Linked DNA regions of Mus musculus: regions 1, 2, 3 and 5 are each linked to region 4. The links are chromatin contacts, called in public HiChIP or PLAC-seq and promoter capture Hi-C maps. All regions are on one chromosome and are shown on one strand. The core of a region is the stretch at or near the end of the contact, and the rest is flanking DNA. Distances in the headings are between cores, read along the strand shown. Region 1 overlaps Washc5 (WASH complex subunit 5). Region 2 overlaps Fer1l6 (fer-1-like 6 (C. elegans)). Region 3 overlaps Gm36617 (a long non-coding RNA gene). Region 4 holds the start of Rnf139 (ring finger protein 139). Region 5 overlaps Nsmce2 (NSE2/MMS21 homolog, SMC5-SMC6 complex SUMO ligase).

Region 1 (3,023 bases), core at 484-2,983, 440 kb before region 4:
ACCTCAGCAGATTCTGTCCTCACCAACACTCAGAACTGTTGTTACACACAAGTTTAAAGCATTTCACCCAGATTTTAGCTGAGTTTACTGAGTAAGATGCTTCTGGGTATCTAGAATACCATGCTGCCATTAACTGATGTCAATTGGAGGTGATTTCTGTTTTCTTATTCACATTAATGTACATCTTAAATCTCTACCATAGAGGTATGAATAGTGCAAAACAAAATCAACAGTAATGATAAAAACTAAGTCTTTAGACTGTTAGAATGTCCTACCAACCCCACAGCTAGATTTAGAGGTAGCCCAGAACTACTGTTTCCTTAAAATAGTCTCCTGCCAGCAGTGATGATATTGATGAGGGCTGATATTTAGTGGACACTGTCAAAAGCAAGTAATTCACTGGGTATTGTAACTTGTTCCCTCACAGGCATGGTCTGCCGGAAGCCTGCCGACCCTGTTGACTGGCCACCGCTCGTCCTAGGTCTGCTCACGCTGCTGAAGCAGTTCCACTCCCGGTACACCGAGCAATTCCTGGCACTGATTGGCCAGTTTATTCGCTCCACAATGGAGCAGTGCACAAGGTACAGAGGGCCAGTCAGAAATAGTGGAACTTAATGCCACAAAGAGGGACTGCGACCTGTCAGGACAAATGCCTCTCATCACTGTCCTGACAGGACTGGCGATGATGCTTGAGGTCTCCAAACAAGTCAGGACAAGGAGCGAGCACCAGGTGCTCCTCCTGTGCTCCCCGCCAGGAAATGCCCTGTCGTTCTTCTGGCCGGGGCTGTGTAAGCCTGGGTCTTGGTGGAGATAGGAGACATGGTGAGAAGGCAAGCAGACCTGTGCCTCTGCCATGCTGGTTCCATCTCTCTTCATTCCTGCTCCTCTGCCTCTAAGACATGGAAGGAAGTGATACCTCAGTTTCATGGCCAGGCAAGTCTTTGTTAATGGTGTATAACAAAACAGGAATCGCAAGGTGCTGTTAGAGAACAAAACGTAAACCTTCAGTTTCTGCAAGCGCTATCTATGCTCCCTTCTGTTCACTTGTGGGGTTTCTAGGATAGAACAAAACAAACAAAAGTCATGGCCCTAGGACACTGTGTCAGCTCCACTCCGTGCTGCCTGAAAGGGTCAGCCTAGCTGAACATGAAGTTAGCGGATTGCCATTTGGTTATTTTTGCCCACATAGCAGATCATTCTGCTATGCTATGACCTTGTATGCATCAGCTAAGAGCTCTGAAGCTGAGCCCTCCTTTGGCTTCTCAAGACATTGTCTCACTGTTTCCCAGCCCGGCCCTGAATTTAGTCTGTAGCCCAGGTGGACATTGTATTTGAAATTTTCCTGCATCTGCCTTCAGAGTAGATGGGATTGCAGGTCTGCTACACCAGTCCCAGCTACTCATTTACTTCAAATGGGTGTGCAAACAAATGTAGCTGAAGGCCGAGAGGATGGGGATGTGTGGGCGTTGACAGGCATTGATTGTCTCATGGAGTCTGAAGGACATCAAAGGGAGATAGATGACTCTAGAGTGTAGACCTGTCTGTCCAGACTCTAGACAGACAGCAAGACCAAGTTATAAGCCAGAGGCGAGGTTACGATTGGCTTTGCTTTTCTCTAATTACACCTATTAGCCTGTGTGTGTACACATTATGTACATGTTCCACTCACTGCAAGCATGTGGAGGTCAGAAGACAGGCTTTAGGGAGCCAGTTCTCCTTCCTTCACAGGTTCTGGGCATGGAGCCAAGGCCATCACCCTTAGAGGCAGGTGCCTTTACCCCTGACCTACCTACCAGCTCCTTGTTAGCTTGTTTCCTGTAGGATTGGTTCCTAAATAAGAGCAGGTTAATTACTTCATAGGAATCAAGAGGGTGCCCTGTGGGTTTGTTAGACTTGGTGTACTGCTCAAGGAAGGATGTGTTAACATAACAAAGCAGCTAGCTGACCCAGACTTCTTTTACAGCCAGAAGATGCCTGAAATGCCTGCAGATGCTGTGGGCGCCCTTCTCTTCCTGGAGGATTATGTTCGGTATACAAAACTCCCCCGAAGGGTAAGCCCTCGACAGGAAACGATGACAGTGATGACATACCCAAAGCTGTTAGAAAAGAAGTCCTGTAGGCTGCCTCAGCCCTCCACGGCTGCGCCCTGACGTCCGCTGCACAGGTCTTCCTGTGAGTGAGTTCCAGGACAGCCAGGGCTACACAGAGAAACCCTTTCTCGAAAAACACAAAAAACAAGAGAGAGGTGAAACAGGAACTATTAACTATAAACCAAAAAAAGTGGACATTTCCTTGATACTGTTGTGTTCAGAAGGGAGATGGGTAGATATTAACAGGCAGTTTTAGTAAAGTACAAGCAGGATAAGCATTTGGGGAAGGCTCGGCCCTACTTATATCCAGGTGCAAACCAAGCTAGACTCCCAAGTGAGAGACATGGGGCTCTGGGCTCTGGGCTCTGGGTTTGGAAGAGTTTATTCTCCATGATGTGAATGGGAAAATAGCAACCTCTGTCTTTAAGGGGAATTTAGCTTTGTGCTTTAAAGCTTCAATGGTGTAATCACCCCAGAGTCCCAGAAATGCACTGGTAGGAATTTACTTGCTAGAGATTAACATACACAATACAAAAGCATGCCGATGTTTCCTAATCCATGTACAAGGGTATACCTAGATTTTGCAAAAGTATCATGAGATTGCAAGGTCCATCAGCCTTTCCCATGATGAGCTGAATCCAGTCTTCTTGTCTTGTTTCTGGTCTCCTATCTCATGATTAAGTCTCTCTTTAAATGTCTTTAATACAATATTTATGCACATTCTGTCTCTTCCCTCTCTCTCTCTCCTCTCTCTCTCTCACACACACACACAGTGTTTTGCAAATGTTTCTCTAGCTCACAGAGATCACCTGTTCCATTCCCCCACCTCACCTCCATGCCACCCTCCTCCTCCTCCTCCTTTTCCTCCTCCTCAAAGCAGTTAAGGAATGCAGGCCTTTCCAGACCTTCCTGTTTTCCTCTGGCCTCTGGGTT
Region 2 (3,128 bases), core at 583-3,082, 330 kb after region 4:
CTTCTGAATAGCTCATGTTGCCAGGGGCAGTGGGAAGAAGAAAATCAGCTGACCTCAAGAAATGACAGCCATTCCTATTTCTCTTCCTACTCTCTATCTCTGTCTCTCTCTGTGTGCGTGTGCGTGCGTGCGTGTGTGTGTGTGTGTGTGTGTGTGTGTGTGTCTGTCTGTCTGTCTGTCTGTCTGTCTGTCTCTGTCTCTCTCTCTTTCTCGCTCTCTCATTCTCTGGCTGTGATTTTCCAGTGTCAGAGAACAGAGGGGAAACAAGGACAGCTTGGCTGCAGTAGAGGAGCTATTTAAGACAGCACACAAAAAGCTGCCTCTGTTACCGGCCTTGTTTTCTGTGGCTAACATGACTCCCTAAGGCCTGTCTCAAGTTCCTTTCACAAGGTAAAAGTCCCTGTGGAAGATGAAATGAAAGACTCTCAAATGATTCTTCCAACCACACAGGAGATCTCTTTATGGTGTCTGCCTAGAGACTGAGTGCCAGCCAAGCCTACTAGGACATTACTAGGCTCCTGGAGATGTGCCACACACGGTGTCATCGGGTTCTGTTCCTTGGGATACTGTTAAAGGAAAATAGTCTATGGTCCCATCAGGGAATATTATACTGTGGCTGTCCCAAGAGCATCTAATTACAGTCACCTCATATCACACCTTTTTAATAATATTCTTAATTTATTATTTGAGAATTTCATACAAATAGACAATATATTTTGATCACATCCACCCTCATTCTCCCCCCCCCCAACTCTTCCTGGAACCCTCTAACATGTATGCCTTCCAAATGCATGTCCCCAACCCCCTTTTTAAAGATCCTATCGAGTCCAATTAATGCTGCCCATATGTGCTTGGCTTTGGGGCTATCCACTTGAACATAGGCAACCTAGCAGTGGCTGTCCTCCTAAGAGTAACGCCACTCCCCCTCCAGAAATCTGCCAATAGTTCCTCAGCTGGGGTGGAGCCTCACCAGGCCTTCTCCCATTCACACTGGAATTTTGACTGGCTTGCTCTTACATGTGTAACAGTCTCATGACTCTGAGTAGCCAAACACGTTCTGATTCAATTTGAGGACTGCTCTCCATGAGAAAATGTATGCCTAGTAATATAAACATGGTCAAAAAACCCATGGACAGGAAAGTGATAGGTCCTAGAAGAGAACCTACTATTGCTATTTTCCTAAATGCCCCGTGCTGTCAAATGACTGTCTAAATATCTACATTTATACATATACATCTGTGCAGTTGCTCTCTGCCTTGGTCAGATTCTGTGGTGGACAGTGGTTAATACAAGGACTCATAACTGTCTAAGCATTGAGAATACATAACTATGAGTCATCTCCCTTTAACACTGAATTCATTCATTCACACTGACTTTCAATTTGTGAACTAGCAGTAAGCTGAATTAAACATTAGAGGGAGGGGGTTTCCTTTAAAATTTCGGGTCTCTCTCCCTAGGAGTTTTTTAAGAACAGCCAGTGTCTGCTCCCAGAGAAGGAATGAAACATGCAGACAAGCTTTGATCCAATGTCTAAAGTTCCAGGTGTCCCGCATACAGTCATGGCTCTTGTTGTCGATGTGACTTAACCTGGTGATGAACTTAGCTGCTCTAAGAGCCACTCTCATCAGGTGGCAGATGGAGTGACAGCACAAAGTTCTGAGAGCTGTCCCAGCTCCCAAAATATATTTTGCATCATGTCATTACGCCTGCAACAGATGCTAAGAATGTTGGGTTCTTGGTGGCTTTTCTTTTCTCAAGAGTCACATTCTTCTAATGCTCCTGGGAAGGACTGTATCATGATGCCACTGGGACCCTGGCCTTGAGACAGGACTATGACATTCAGCTGAGGTTAGAGGTCATATAACATATCCATACATATGTGAGAAGGTGAGAAAAACAGGACAGGGAAGGAAATCAGAGTTGCTGTGACTGTTGAGGGAACCCTTGCCTTATTCCCTGTGCACTTTTACCAACATAAAGTCACTGTCCTGTTCTTTAAGAAGTCTTTAAAACAAAGCATTTAATTACTCTCAAACCCCTGCCCTACACCCAGCCTCAAATCTCTCTTCATGGAAGAAGTGGCTGTTTTCTGAGATTAAAGTAATAGATGTCACCATCTGCCACCTATTGTTCTCTGACCCTCTCCTGAATAGTGTGCAGTTGGCAATGGGCCCAGTTGGCCACTTCTGCTCTCACTTAGGACAATATGACTTCAGCATTTATATTTTCCCTTTCCATTCCTGCCACTCATGAACGAGGTACATGGCCATACCCCAGCAAACACAAGGAGCTCCCACTGTTTCAACTCTTCAGTCTGGATCTGTGGTTAACCTTCCCTCCCTGGATAGGCTGAGAAAGATCTGTCTAGCAGATCAAAATTCTCCCTTGGAAAGGTCCCGAGGTCCACACTCAGAGGCAACTTTTAAGAATGCTGAAATGCTCATTTTCTCTGCCCGCTGGGTGTTATCAGTGACAAGACTGACATATGCAAACTGTCCCCAGTTTCTATTCCTGTTTCTCTATTTGTCACTGACTAGAGGAAAAGATGGTTGTGATTAATTAGGGTAGATATCACCCCAAGAGAAAAACAACATTAACTTGATTTTTAAGAAACAACTGAAAAATGGCAGCCAATTAAGATGTCATCTGTAGCATATGTTCCATTATTCCCACATCCTCTTAACAAATGCTTACTGTAGTTTACCTCTTGCTTCCAAGAAGTGCAGATTCCCTTGAGATGGCTCTGTGTCCTAAAGTCCTCCATATTGGGGATTTTTCAGCTTTAGCCCGATTCTTCCATGGTCACCAACCTATACACATCCCCTTGAACCCAGGCATCCCTAACCATGCTGAGCTGTCCCAGAGAGTTCCAGTGTCTAGGGTCTCTCCTGCTTTCTCCCAGTACCACCATCTGCCATGCTATACTTACTGAAATTTTGATGATCTTGTCGAAAAGATGCACTTGGGGTCCGATGAAATCAAAGACAAAGTACTGTAAAACATGAAGTTCATCTTGGTCACCAACCCTTAGCTTACCTCTAAGAACCTTGCTCTTGGAATGAGTTAGATCCTTTAAGTTGTTTTCAGTTGTTTTACATATTATTTTACATATTATACATAAAATGCCA
Region 3 (3,261 bases), core at 572-3,071, 370 kb before region 4:
AATGTTACTTCTCTTGTATAGAGAGCTAATGACCTTCCAGATGGGGAAACTGGTCTTAGTCTCCTTGTTTGATGCAAACGCAAAGCAGAGTCAACAACTCACAGCTTTGTCTGTGAAGAAGTCACTCTAGCTCCCGGCACTACTAATGTGCAGCTACTGTGTGGCTCATGTTAGAGAGCGTGGAGAAGACAGGGGGTCCTGGAGTCTCAAAAGCTTGGCTTACCAGCAAGATGACACAGACTCTGCAGCCAAGCTCTCTAAGTTCAAAGTCCAAACCTATCATGTACAAGCTGTGGCTCTTGGGTAAAATTCCTCTGTGGTTCACTTTCTGTAAAATTCATCTTTGGTTCTCTTATCTGTAAAATTGACTTGGTAATAGTACCTCTTTCTTTCTTTCTTTTTCTCTTTCTTTCTTTCTTTCTTTCTTTCTTTCTTTCTTTCTTTCTTTCTTTCTTTCTTTCTTTCTTTCTTCCCTTTTTCTTTTCTTTCGAGACAGGGTTTCTCTGTGTAGCCCTGGCTGTCCTGGAACTCACTCTGTAGACCAGGCTGGCCTCGAACTCAGAAATCTGCCTGCCTCTGCCTCCCGAGTGCTGGGATTAAAGGTGTGCACTACCACACCTGGCAATAGTACCTCTTTCAATAGGTTGTTGTGAGAATTAAATAAATCAGTGCCTGCAAAGTATCAAACAGTATTTGGCTCAGAGTGGGTGCTCCGTGGTTGTGATTCTTACTGTCTTGCATCTACCACCTTGAGAATATGTCTTCAGTTCCTTATTTTTAACTCAAGAGATTACAATCAATGGGACCTACTCATGGGAACTTTGTGAAGATCAAAGGAGAAAATTCATCAAAAACTGAAAGAACAGTGTCTGGTACATAATAAGCACTCAATAAATACTAGCTACTATTGATTTAGTTAGCACTTTGTACTTGCCATGGTACCAATCCCAAGTCAGAAGTCAGGTATGCCAGAAACCAACAAAGCAACTTAATCTACACTCCAAGCTTTAACAGTATCTCAGTCAATCTTGAAGATTCTATTTCCCCCACGATGTCCAGTCTGCGCCAAGGACCTGAGAACTTAGTCAATGTCCAGGTTTCCAGAGTCTTGCTGGCCCTGAGTCCTCTATCCACTTAGACATCTGTTATCTCAGCCTGGCAAGTCTCTGCTATTTCCGAACCACCCAAGGCCTTGCCCAGTGGATCTCCTGTCATAGTTGAGCTTCTGCTCCCCTAACATCCCCAAAGACCCATTGATACTTCCCTTATATTTTACTCAAGCATCTGGGGACCATTTCTTAGTCCCCAGGAAAATCTTGCTTTCAAATCCATTGACCTCCATGGAAATTGAGATAGAAAAGTTGGGTCACAGAGTCTCCCCAGAGGTAGAGAAGCAGCAGAGCTTGCTCCACAACTTGAATGTGACCCAGAGGAAAAGATTATAGAGGGAGTTTCCATACAGTGACCATCTAGAGAAGTTTTTTAAATGTCCACTGCCAAACAGAGTGTGATTCACATTCTCGTCCCTCACTGGACACCCGGGCCTTATGCCAAGAAGTCTGCAAAACATTAGAAGAGAATAAAGAGCTGAACTAGACAGTTGTCTTCCCCTGAGAGTTCCCCATCTGCACGAACACACACACCCCTCCAGAGGACATCTGGCAATCTTTAAGAGACATTTGGGATGGTCACCATTGAATGGGAGAAGGGTGCCTCTGACATTTTGTGGGTACAGACGCAAGGTGCAACCACACATCCTACAATGCATTCGACAGTCAGCCGCCCTCTCCCCTGCCCACATAAAGGATTAATCTGGCCCCAGATGTTAGCAACATAGAGGAGGAGGCATGAAAACTGTCATGCGAGGCAAGAGAGAGTGACAAGGCAATTGTGCCAGAGGCTCGTGCAATCAAAATCACTGTGAGGCCATTTACTTGAATCAGGAGGGTCATTCCTAGGAACTTATTTCATAGAAAAGGGTCCTCACAGGCCAGAGTTTCTATTTCTCACACAATTTTAGATAGCAATGCCTCCAAAGACAGCACGGAAGCAAACAGGAAGCAGCTGCTGATCACCCAACCACAAGCAGACTGCTGGCCTCCAAAGAAGGACGTCCTCCACTGGGTGGAGACTCGGGCTATCCAGCAGCCGGCAAGAGCCTCTCCATTCAGGTTGGGCTTCTGTTGCTTTCTAGGCATGGTAATTGGACAGGAAAAGTTGGCTCCTTAATTACCACGATGCTTTCTTCTCCACAGCCTTCCAGGAAGTGCCCATGATGCGTATATGCTGATAGAGGGTGGGAAGCATCCAGGTGGAGTAGTAAAAAAAATAAAAGCCCCTCAAAAGGTCAGAAATGAGGCAAGAATCTCATCTCATTGCTCTTGTTCTGGGATATAATTGGAGAAAGACTTGCAAGTTCCAGGGCGATCTGGTGCCAGTGAGGAAGAGAAGATAGAAGAAGAGGGTTTGGTGTTCAGGCTGGAGGACGGGTAGTAGAGCGGGGGGGGGGGTGAGGGGTGGGGGGGGTGGGGGGGGGAGGGGAGGTCATGTTGTACTGAGGGTGTTGACCTGTCCTTGGTGAGGGGTGAAAGCCCATGGTATGCAGGCAACAACACGGTTTTCCATTTCCAATGTGAAAGAGGTCTTGTTCAAAACAATGAGGACAGCTAGAAGATTATCTTCAGTGGTGGGATCTTACTATTCTTTTGACTTTTCAACTGCTTTGAGGGTATGGGGGAGGAGCTTAATTTATAAGAGATCCACTGTCGTTAATGGAAGCTACAGCCAAGAATTTGAGAGATGCTTCCTACTCTGCTTGTGAGGAGAGACCTCTGCCCAGCTTGTCTACATTTTTGACAAGATCTTCTCAGCGACTGCAATGGCTAGGCTGTCCTCTCCTCTCTGGCCTCTGTGGCCAGCGGTTCTCTTAGCCTGCTTCTGTCCCCCTGGTGCATTTCCCTGGCTGTGTAGATGATTTTCTGGGACTCCTATGTCATCTCTCCATGCTCTCTGATCCCTCCTCCTCCCTCACCACTCCCACTTGCTATTCTGATGGCTCTTTGGTCTCTCCTGCTTAATGCTTTCCCAGTGCTTTCCATGGGGCCACCATCACCTGGCACCTGGATCCCCGCAGTCACCTCCTATTGTGGTCCATCTGGTCCATCCTTCTTTCCTTGCCTTGCCCTAGAAACTGGATAGTCCCTTCTAAAATGTGCTTGTGATGACAGCTTCTTGTTAACACAGTCCTGGCTTGCATAGCCG
Region 4 (3,005 bases), core at 288-2,787:
AGTAGATGACACTAAGCCCTGTGCTTGAAGAGTATCACCACCACTTTTTCTTTCTTGTTAACTTTAAGGTGAGCACTGCGGGGTCACAGCGCTGGGTACTGCATCTCCGCACACTGAGGAAGAACAAAAGGGAACCATCCCTGAACACCAGAAGCCTTTCTAACGCTCTGGCAAACACCAGCTGTGCACCAGAAACCAAACACCTAACTTCTCCAACCTCATTTCCTCACCTGTAAAGTCTAAATAACACGATCCACCTTTGAGGAGTGACCGACGGATTAGGTAAAACCTGTGAGAATGCTTTCTAGCAGACAAATGTAGAAGAGTTACTGCCAAGAACAAAACTGCTTCTTTATTGACGCTCCTTTTCTGGGAGAATAAGGCAGCAGAGGCGCTCGCACTTCTCAAGGTCTTGGTCAGGACCTCACTACCAGGTACCCGCACCCCCAACCTTTCAATAGCAAGAACCCACCTAAAAACTCATCGTAATGATCTCATCAACAAAACCTGCCAAGCTGTAATTATCTGGAAAAGATCTCTTTATGTGTTTCTCACTTCTGGTATGTAGCACAGAGAGAAATAGAAAGTGAAATATAAAATACTTTTAGCACTCAATCCATATGAAATGAAGACTGATCTTTCTAGTCTCCCACAGATGTCTCATCACCCTGGGATGGTAAGCTTTCATAGTCACATCCAACACCTTATTATTTACTCATAGAAAGAGTTTAGGGGTTCGTTGTAAGTATAACCTTCCTCGCGGTGACTTTTGGAAATGGTTTCAAGGACTGACATTCATGGCTTGAGTGGCCATTTACCTCAAGTACTTCACGATCCGGTGGACTCCAAGACACAGAAGTGACAACGTATTCTGCACTGTGAAATGGGTAGACAGGGGGCTCAAGCTCTGGCTCAAGTCCAAGGTCACACACGGCGAGACCCGGAGAGCTGTTTTTCCAGGGCTGTCGCATAGGACGCTGGAAGCCAGCAGTCATTCCCCAAGAGAAACAGCAGACAGACAGCCGCATGCTCACACAGCCGTGCTTTCTCCTCGCCCATCCAGGTGCCAACCGAGCAGGGCACAGACCCGCCAGCACCACTCAGCTGTCAACGCTGGCACGAGTACCACGGGTCCCCGCACCCCCGCCAAAAGGCCCTCTGGGGAACCAGACCGTGGTTCCCCAAGCCGCGTGCCACCAGTGCCCTGCCGTTCCCGTCGGCCTGGGAGAGGGCACGCCTCGGCCAGCGGGCTAGCCCTACGCCGTCCTTACCAAGGAGCCGGAGAAAGATCTGAAGCCCGATGCAGAACCGGCTTTGGCTGGAATCGTAGTAGGAGTTGAAGATGGCGTCGATGATGTAGAGGCAGGGCACCCGGAGCGCCACTTCGAGCGCCGCCCAGACCTGCTGCTGGGCCATCCGCACCTGCTGCTGCGGGGGCCCCACCGCCGCCATGAGCCGCTGCCACACCGGGGCTGGGCGGGCCGGGCCAGGCAGGGCGGCGCGGGGGAGGCCCGGGGCCGCGGCCGGGGCGGGCGCCGACGAAAGTGGCTCCGCCCCCGGCCGCCTCCTGTCCTGTGTCCCGGCCCGGCCCGCCCCGCCGCCCGCTCGCGTCCCTCGGTGGAGCAGGGGGCGGCGGCAGCGGCTGCCGGGAGGCCTCGGGGCGTCGGTGTTTCCGGCCGGCTAGGGTCTGGCTCCTCCTCCCTCCAGCGCCTCCCCCGCCAGCGGAGCCACCATCTTGACCCCGCCTGCCTCGGCCGTTGCTGCCGTTGCGAGGCCCCCGAGGCGGCGCCCGCGGTCACTCGAGAACGCGGAGCCGGCGCCGCGGCCCTGCGTCACAATCCGGCGCGCCGCGCAGCGTCAGCACGCGGGGCCCGGCGAGCCTCGAGCGTTGCCATGGTCCCCGCCCGCTTCGGCTCGCCTAGCCTCGCCTCGCCTCGCCGCGGGGTGGCGCTCGCGTCGCCGGCCCGCCGCGTCCCAGCGCCCGAGCGCCTGTGAGTGGCTGCCCCTCGGTGTTGGCGTGCCCCGAGCGTGGGATGCTGGGCTACTGCGCACCGACAGTGTTAAATGTCTAGTAGAGCCCAGTGAGTGTCCCTTGAACTCGCCTCGTCCTGCTTGGGAGATGAAAAGCTGGAGGACGCCGCCCTGCCTACCTGCCTCTCCCCACCCAGAGGCCAGGCCTGAGGAATGGCAGGGGAAATAACCTGCGAGGCTGCACAGGGCGATCCCAGCCAGACTTGGCACTGGCCTTGAGTTGTTAGGTGTTGCCAAGAAAAACACACTCGCATCTGTTTACACATCTCCCTCCCTGTCCCCGTGGACGGTCATGCACATTTTATTAATGGCTTCGGAGCCTGACTTACGAGCAAGAACCCAGAACTCTCTGAGGTCTTTGATTTATCCTTGTCCTGGATAAATCCTTAATCAGAGTTGAGCGCATTCTTTCGCCGCTCTTTCTTGCCTATCAGTGGAATTGGTATGACCTGGCTGTTGTTTCTCTGTTCCTTCTCCAGCAAAGGAAGAGAGTAAGGTCAGAGGCTGAACTGTAGACTTAGCTGTTTTGGTTTAAGGAACACAAAATCGCAAACCAGGAAGCCTGGTTGACTTGGGCTCCTAGCTCAAAGCGCACAAGCCAGTTTACAGCAGGACTCTAGAAGTTGGACCTCCCTTCCCACTCCACCCCACACCCGCACAGGGAGGAGGTCTGTAAATAAAATTATCAGACTTTAACAGAACCCTTTTGGGGGAAGGTGTTTGGAGCAGGAAGATGGCACCTCCACCCAGTTTTGTGGTTTGGGCTTTGTTTGCTCACTTTCCCCTCTTCCATCTGTATACGAGGCACTGTAGGCCCCGGTTTTCTTTTACCAAAGCCTCTATATCAGCTATTACGATAGGCATTTGCTCTACCTGTTTTATCAAGGTTGAGACTGGTTTAGATAAAACGAATTGCAAGATCACAAAGGTGCTAACAGGTGGGACTGTGTATGCCCCAGACCAACAAGAATCAA
Region 5 (3,244 bases), core at 448-2,947, 500 kb before region 4:
GAGTGGGTGGGTTGGGGAGCAGGGGAACAGGGGAGAGGAAAGGGGATTTTTGGAGAGGAAATTAGGAAAGGGGATAACATTTGAAATGTAAATAAAGAAAATATCTAATAAAAAAATAATAATAAAGAATGGCCCCATACATGCATGTGTTTGAATGCATGGCCTATAGGGAGTGGCATTATTAGGAGGTGTGGCCTTGAAGTAGGTGTGGTCTTGAAGAAGTTGTGTTGCTGGGGGTGGGGCTGAGGTCTTAGAGGCTCAAGCTAGGTCTAATAGATCAATACACTTCCTGCTGCTTGCAAATCTGGATGTAGAACTCTCAACTCTTTCTCCAGCACCATGTCCGCTGCACACTGCCATTTTTCCTGCCATGACAGTAATGGACTAAGCTTCTAAAACTGGAAGCCAGTCCCAACTAAATGTCTTCCTTCATAAGAGTTGCCATGGTCCGGTGTCTCTTCACAGCAATAAAACCCTAATTAAGACAATTAAGCTTATGGAAAATTCCATTAAAACAAATTTTAAACAAACACTCTGCCCATAAAATTTCTTCAAAAAAGAATCTACATACCATATTTATAAATTTATTATTTACTAACTTAACTGTTTATACAAAGGCAATTAGGATTAATAAAGAGCAAGCTGATATATACACACATACATGTGTGTGAATTTGTTATACATACATTCAATTCAGCACAACAGAAGCTAATGGAATATGAACGTACTCTGTGGCTTCAGGCAAGCCACTTTACCCCTCTGACTTTAGCTATCTCTTCCATCAATGTCAGGTTATTTTCATCAAACTGTTAAGAGAGAATAAGTCTGGAATAAGGTCTAAAAGCAGTGGAATTACTTTATATTACTAGAATAGCCCTTGCCAGATAGAGAGTAAACAAATAAGAGTGAAACTACAGACATGTAGCAGGTTTTTGCAAAATAAAGCATTAACACACATAAGCTTCAGTATAAATATACCTGAATCTAAATTAACTTCAAAAGTAAGATTTGTCAGTAATCTATGGCATGGCAGCAGCTATAATGCTCTTTGTAAAAAATAATTTCTACTAGAAATTAACCGACCAGTAAATCATACATATGAACATGGAAAAATCATTTCTTTGTAAAAACAACTGTGGGGGGTGGAGGGAGGATTGCACATGTGGATGTCAGAGGACAACTTGTTGGAACCAGTTCCCTCCTTCCACAATGGGGTTTCCAGAGATAAACTCAGGTGTCCGGCTTCATGGCCAGTGCATCCAGCCATTCTGCTGGTCCATAGGAACATTTCTGCTATTCTCTCCAAAACTATTTTATATTTTCAGTCTACAAAATTTTAATCTGTTACAGATATGAGAAGAGACTATAACAGAAAAATGTTCATCTAGAACAGGAATCAACCAAGCCCAGTTCACTGCTGACCAACCAGCATCTGTTTGTAGGTTGTTTACAGGTACTCCTCAGCTGAGTCTAGTACAAAATATACTTTGGAACACAACGCCAAAACATGCAAAACTGAACATAACTAAGTGGCCTTTTCAAGCCTCCCTGTCTGTCTAGTGCTGTGAATGGGCACGAGAAAAGAACTCGGAGAAAAGAAGTGCTCGGCTGCTCGGCTGAGTAAGTGTACAGCATACACAGAGGAAGCAAAGAAGAAAGATGTGGCACTGAACCTCAGCCGAGCGTGACCAACAGGCATACCACCAGCACTCAGAAGGGAGAGGACACCTCAGGGAGAGGAAAAGGAAGTCCACAGAGCACACACAGGGCCCCTTGAGGAGGTCTCTATGACTAGGGTGCATATGGAAGGATGTAGCCAGTGACACCACAGTCCTGTAAGCGCTGGTCAGCAGTTTTGCACAGATGGACGGCCTATTTGGAGAGGAAGTGCCAAGTGCTGTCTGTGGTCATGGGGAAAGAAATGATCAAACATGGACAATCTATTGAGATAGCTATTGATAACTGAGATGCATAAATACAGAGTCTAGAGAGGGGGTTGCTCCGTGGGTAAGAGCACACACTGCTCCTGCAGAGGTCCTAAGTTTGGTTCCCAGCACGCACATTACACAGCTGACAATCACCTCACAGAGCTCCAGAGGGGCCAGTGTTCTTTCTGGAACACTGCACATGCACTTACCCATGTTCATACTCACTCATGCATACAAATAATTGTTAATCATAGATCACCTATACATCTTTTGTAAGAGATGTGTGCATCCTGACATATAGACCGGGGTTCTGTCGTAAAGGAAGAGGTCTGATTCTTTTTTCTGTCACACATACCAATAATCTACTAATTAGAAATACCTTGCTTACTACCACGTAGCTTTCCCAATCTTTGCATTTATTCTTATTTGCCGTAGCTGCTAATTAACCTTTTCAAAGCATGGGCCAAGAAGTAATTGGTGATCAATCAATTTTTTAAAAAATTAACAATTACCTAATAATGAAAACCAAACAAGTTCAAATAAACAATTTAAATAAGTTTTATATGATACTCTACAGTACTGTACTGTACTGTACAGTATCATGTTGTACTTTGCCTAAGCACTATATCAGAACCCAGAGTCTCCAGGTGCAGATGCTATAGCTAAGAGCTAATGAGCCAGCCCTGTAAGTTGTTGCCCTTACACAGCCCTCACACAGAGCCAAATCTGCCTCTTCCCCAATGCTAGTCACAATCTAAAACACCCTGACTGTGGTCCGAGTCATCTAGCTCAAGTCACATATTAACGAGGCCTCCTTCCACACAGTATAGGATTTCCCCCATCTCTCTGAAACCTTTAAGTATAGGCACCTTCCTTTGTCTGGCAGGACTAAAGCTATGGCATCAGGGTGGGACCACAGGACAGGCTGTGCTGTTAATAAATACCCTGTCCTAAAGACAACTGAACTCAATACGTCTCTTTCTTGAATACCATTCTCTTCTCACTCCCAAAAACCTAACACGCAGTCCAGAAGAAAAGTGAAATCTTCATCTTCAGGTTAAAGTGGTCACTGCTGCCGTCACCAGTTTACAATGGCAGTAATTAATTTAGAATTGAATAAATACTCTCAACCTTCCTCTCTCAGGTATGCACACTTACAGAGAGCCCATGAAGAACTTCTCAGTGAGTATAACTTCCCAGCTAGCACCCCCTTCTCCTCAATTATTCGCCTTATTCTTGACCAGACACAAAATAACTGCCATGAATACGAAACCAGGTGTGCTTATGGATTCCTGTAATCTCAGCCTTCTGGAGGA

Evidence for each region. Promoter capture Hi-C pulls out the DNA fragments that hold promoters and counts their contacts. HiChIP or PLAC-seq counts read pairs in DNA pulled down with a chosen protein or histone mark.
Region 1: a promoter capture Hi-C map of 3T3-L1-derived adipocytes shows a contact between it and region 4, with 2.9 times the contacts expected there. The contact joins the enhancer-like site here to the promoter of Rnf139 in region 4. A contact is called at or near these places in 14 of 39 promoter capture datasets (the 3T3-L1 cell line, 3T3-L1-derived adipocytes, the C10 cell line and 9 more), 2 of 484 Hi-C or Micro-C datasets (the G1E-ER4 cell line and bone marrow-derived macrophages), 12 of 115 datasets of contacts at active chromatin or transcription factors (bone marrow-derived macrophages, embryonic forebrain, embryonic hindbrain and 5 more) and 2 of 9 other capture datasets (embryonic stem cells and liver).
Region 2: a contact with region 4 is called in an H3K4me3 HiChIP or PLAC-seq map of bone marrow-derived macrophages, with 5 times the contacts expected there. The contact joins the enhancer-like site here to the promoter of Rnf139 in region 4. A contact is called at or near these places in 2 of 39 promoter capture datasets (the C10 cell line and cranial neural crest), 1 of 484 Hi-C or Micro-C datasets (bone marrow-derived macrophages), 11 of 115 datasets of contacts at active chromatin or transcription factors (the SCID.adh cell line, T-cell acute lymphoblastic leukemia, bone marrow-derived macrophages and 6 more) and 2 of 9 other capture datasets (embryonic stem cells and pancreatic islet).
Region 3: a promoter capture Hi-C map of pre-B cells shows a contact between it and region 4, with 2.6 times the contacts expected there. The contact joins the enhancer-like site here to the promoter of Rnf139 in region 4. A contact is called at or near these places in 4 of 39 promoter capture datasets (the C10 cell line, embryonic stem cells, pre-B cells and 1 more), 5 of 115 datasets of contacts at active chromatin or transcription factors (embryonic limb bud, embryonic stem cells, large pre-B cells and 1 more) and 1 of 9 other capture datasets (liver).
Region 5: a contact with region 4 is called in a promoter capture Hi-C map of pre-B cells. The contact joins the enhancer-like site here to the promoter of Rnf139 in region 4. A contact is called at or near these places in 6 of 39 promoter capture datasets (the C10 cell line, embryonic stem cells, liver and 2 more), 2 of 484 Hi-C or Micro-C datasets (pre-B cells and pro-B cells) and 4 of 115 datasets of contacts at active chromatin or transcription factors (embryonic stem cells, large pre-B cells, pro-B cells and 1 more).

What each region holds. Positions count from the first base shown.
Region 1 is chr15:59,332,646-59,335,668 of GRCm38.p6, reverse strand. Washc5 (WASH complex subunit 5) reads left to right here. Exons shown (of 29, transcript NM_153548.3): 27 at 428-581; 28 at 1,964-2,051. Among named protein-coding and RNA genes, the nearest start is that of Sqle, 19 kb to the right of the region's middle. Within about 2 kb of position 1,733, at least 27 of the 459 cell types and tissues checked have an H3K27ac peak or open chromatin away from gene starts, as enhancers often do. A contact at or near this core is called in 3T3-L1-derived adipocytes and trophoblast stem cells, where this site is marked.
Region 2 is chr15:58,553,520-58,556,647 of GRCm38.p6, reverse strand. Fer1l6 (fer-1-like 6 (C. elegans)) reads right to left here. Exons shown (of 41, transcript NM_001370912.1): 6 at 2,930-2,992. Among named protein-coding and RNA genes, the nearest start is that of Gm36451, 42 kb to the left of the region's middle. Within about 2 kb of position 1,832, at least 28 of the 459 cell types and tissues checked have an H3K27ac peak or open chromatin away from gene starts, as enhancers often do. A contact at or near this core is called in bone marrow-derived macrophages and pancreatic cancer cells, where this site is marked.
Region 3 is chr15:59,262,446-59,265,706 of GRCm38.p6, reverse strand. All of the region lies in intron 2 of Gm36617 (a long non-coding RNA gene), which reads right to left. Among named protein-coding and RNA genes, the nearest start is that of Gm36617, 18 kb to the right of the region's middle. Within about 2 kb of position 1,821, at least 104 of the 459 cell types and tissues checked have an H3K27ac peak or open chromatin away from gene starts, as enhancers often do. A contact at or near this core is called in liver, pre-B cells and pro-B cells, where this site is marked.
Region 4 is chr15:58,887,761-58,890,765 of GRCm38.p6, reverse strand. It overlaps Rnf139 (ring finger protein 139), which reads right to left and starts at 1,537. Exons shown (of 2, transcript NM_175226.4): 1 at 1,272-1,537. The coding sequence starts at 1,452. It also overlaps a transcript of Tatdn1 not described here.
Region 5 is chr15:59,392,559-59,395,802 of GRCm38.p6, reverse strand. The region is part of intron 2 of Nsmce2 (NSE2/MMS21 homolog, SMC5-SMC6 complex SUMO ligase); the gene reads right to left. Among named protein-coding and RNA genes, the nearest start is that of Nsmce2, 20 kb to the right of the region's middle. Within about 2 kb of position 1,697, at least 33 of the 459 cell types and tissues checked have an H3K27ac peak or open chromatin away from gene starts, as enhancers often do. A contact at or near this core is called in pre-B cells and pro-B cells, where this site is marked.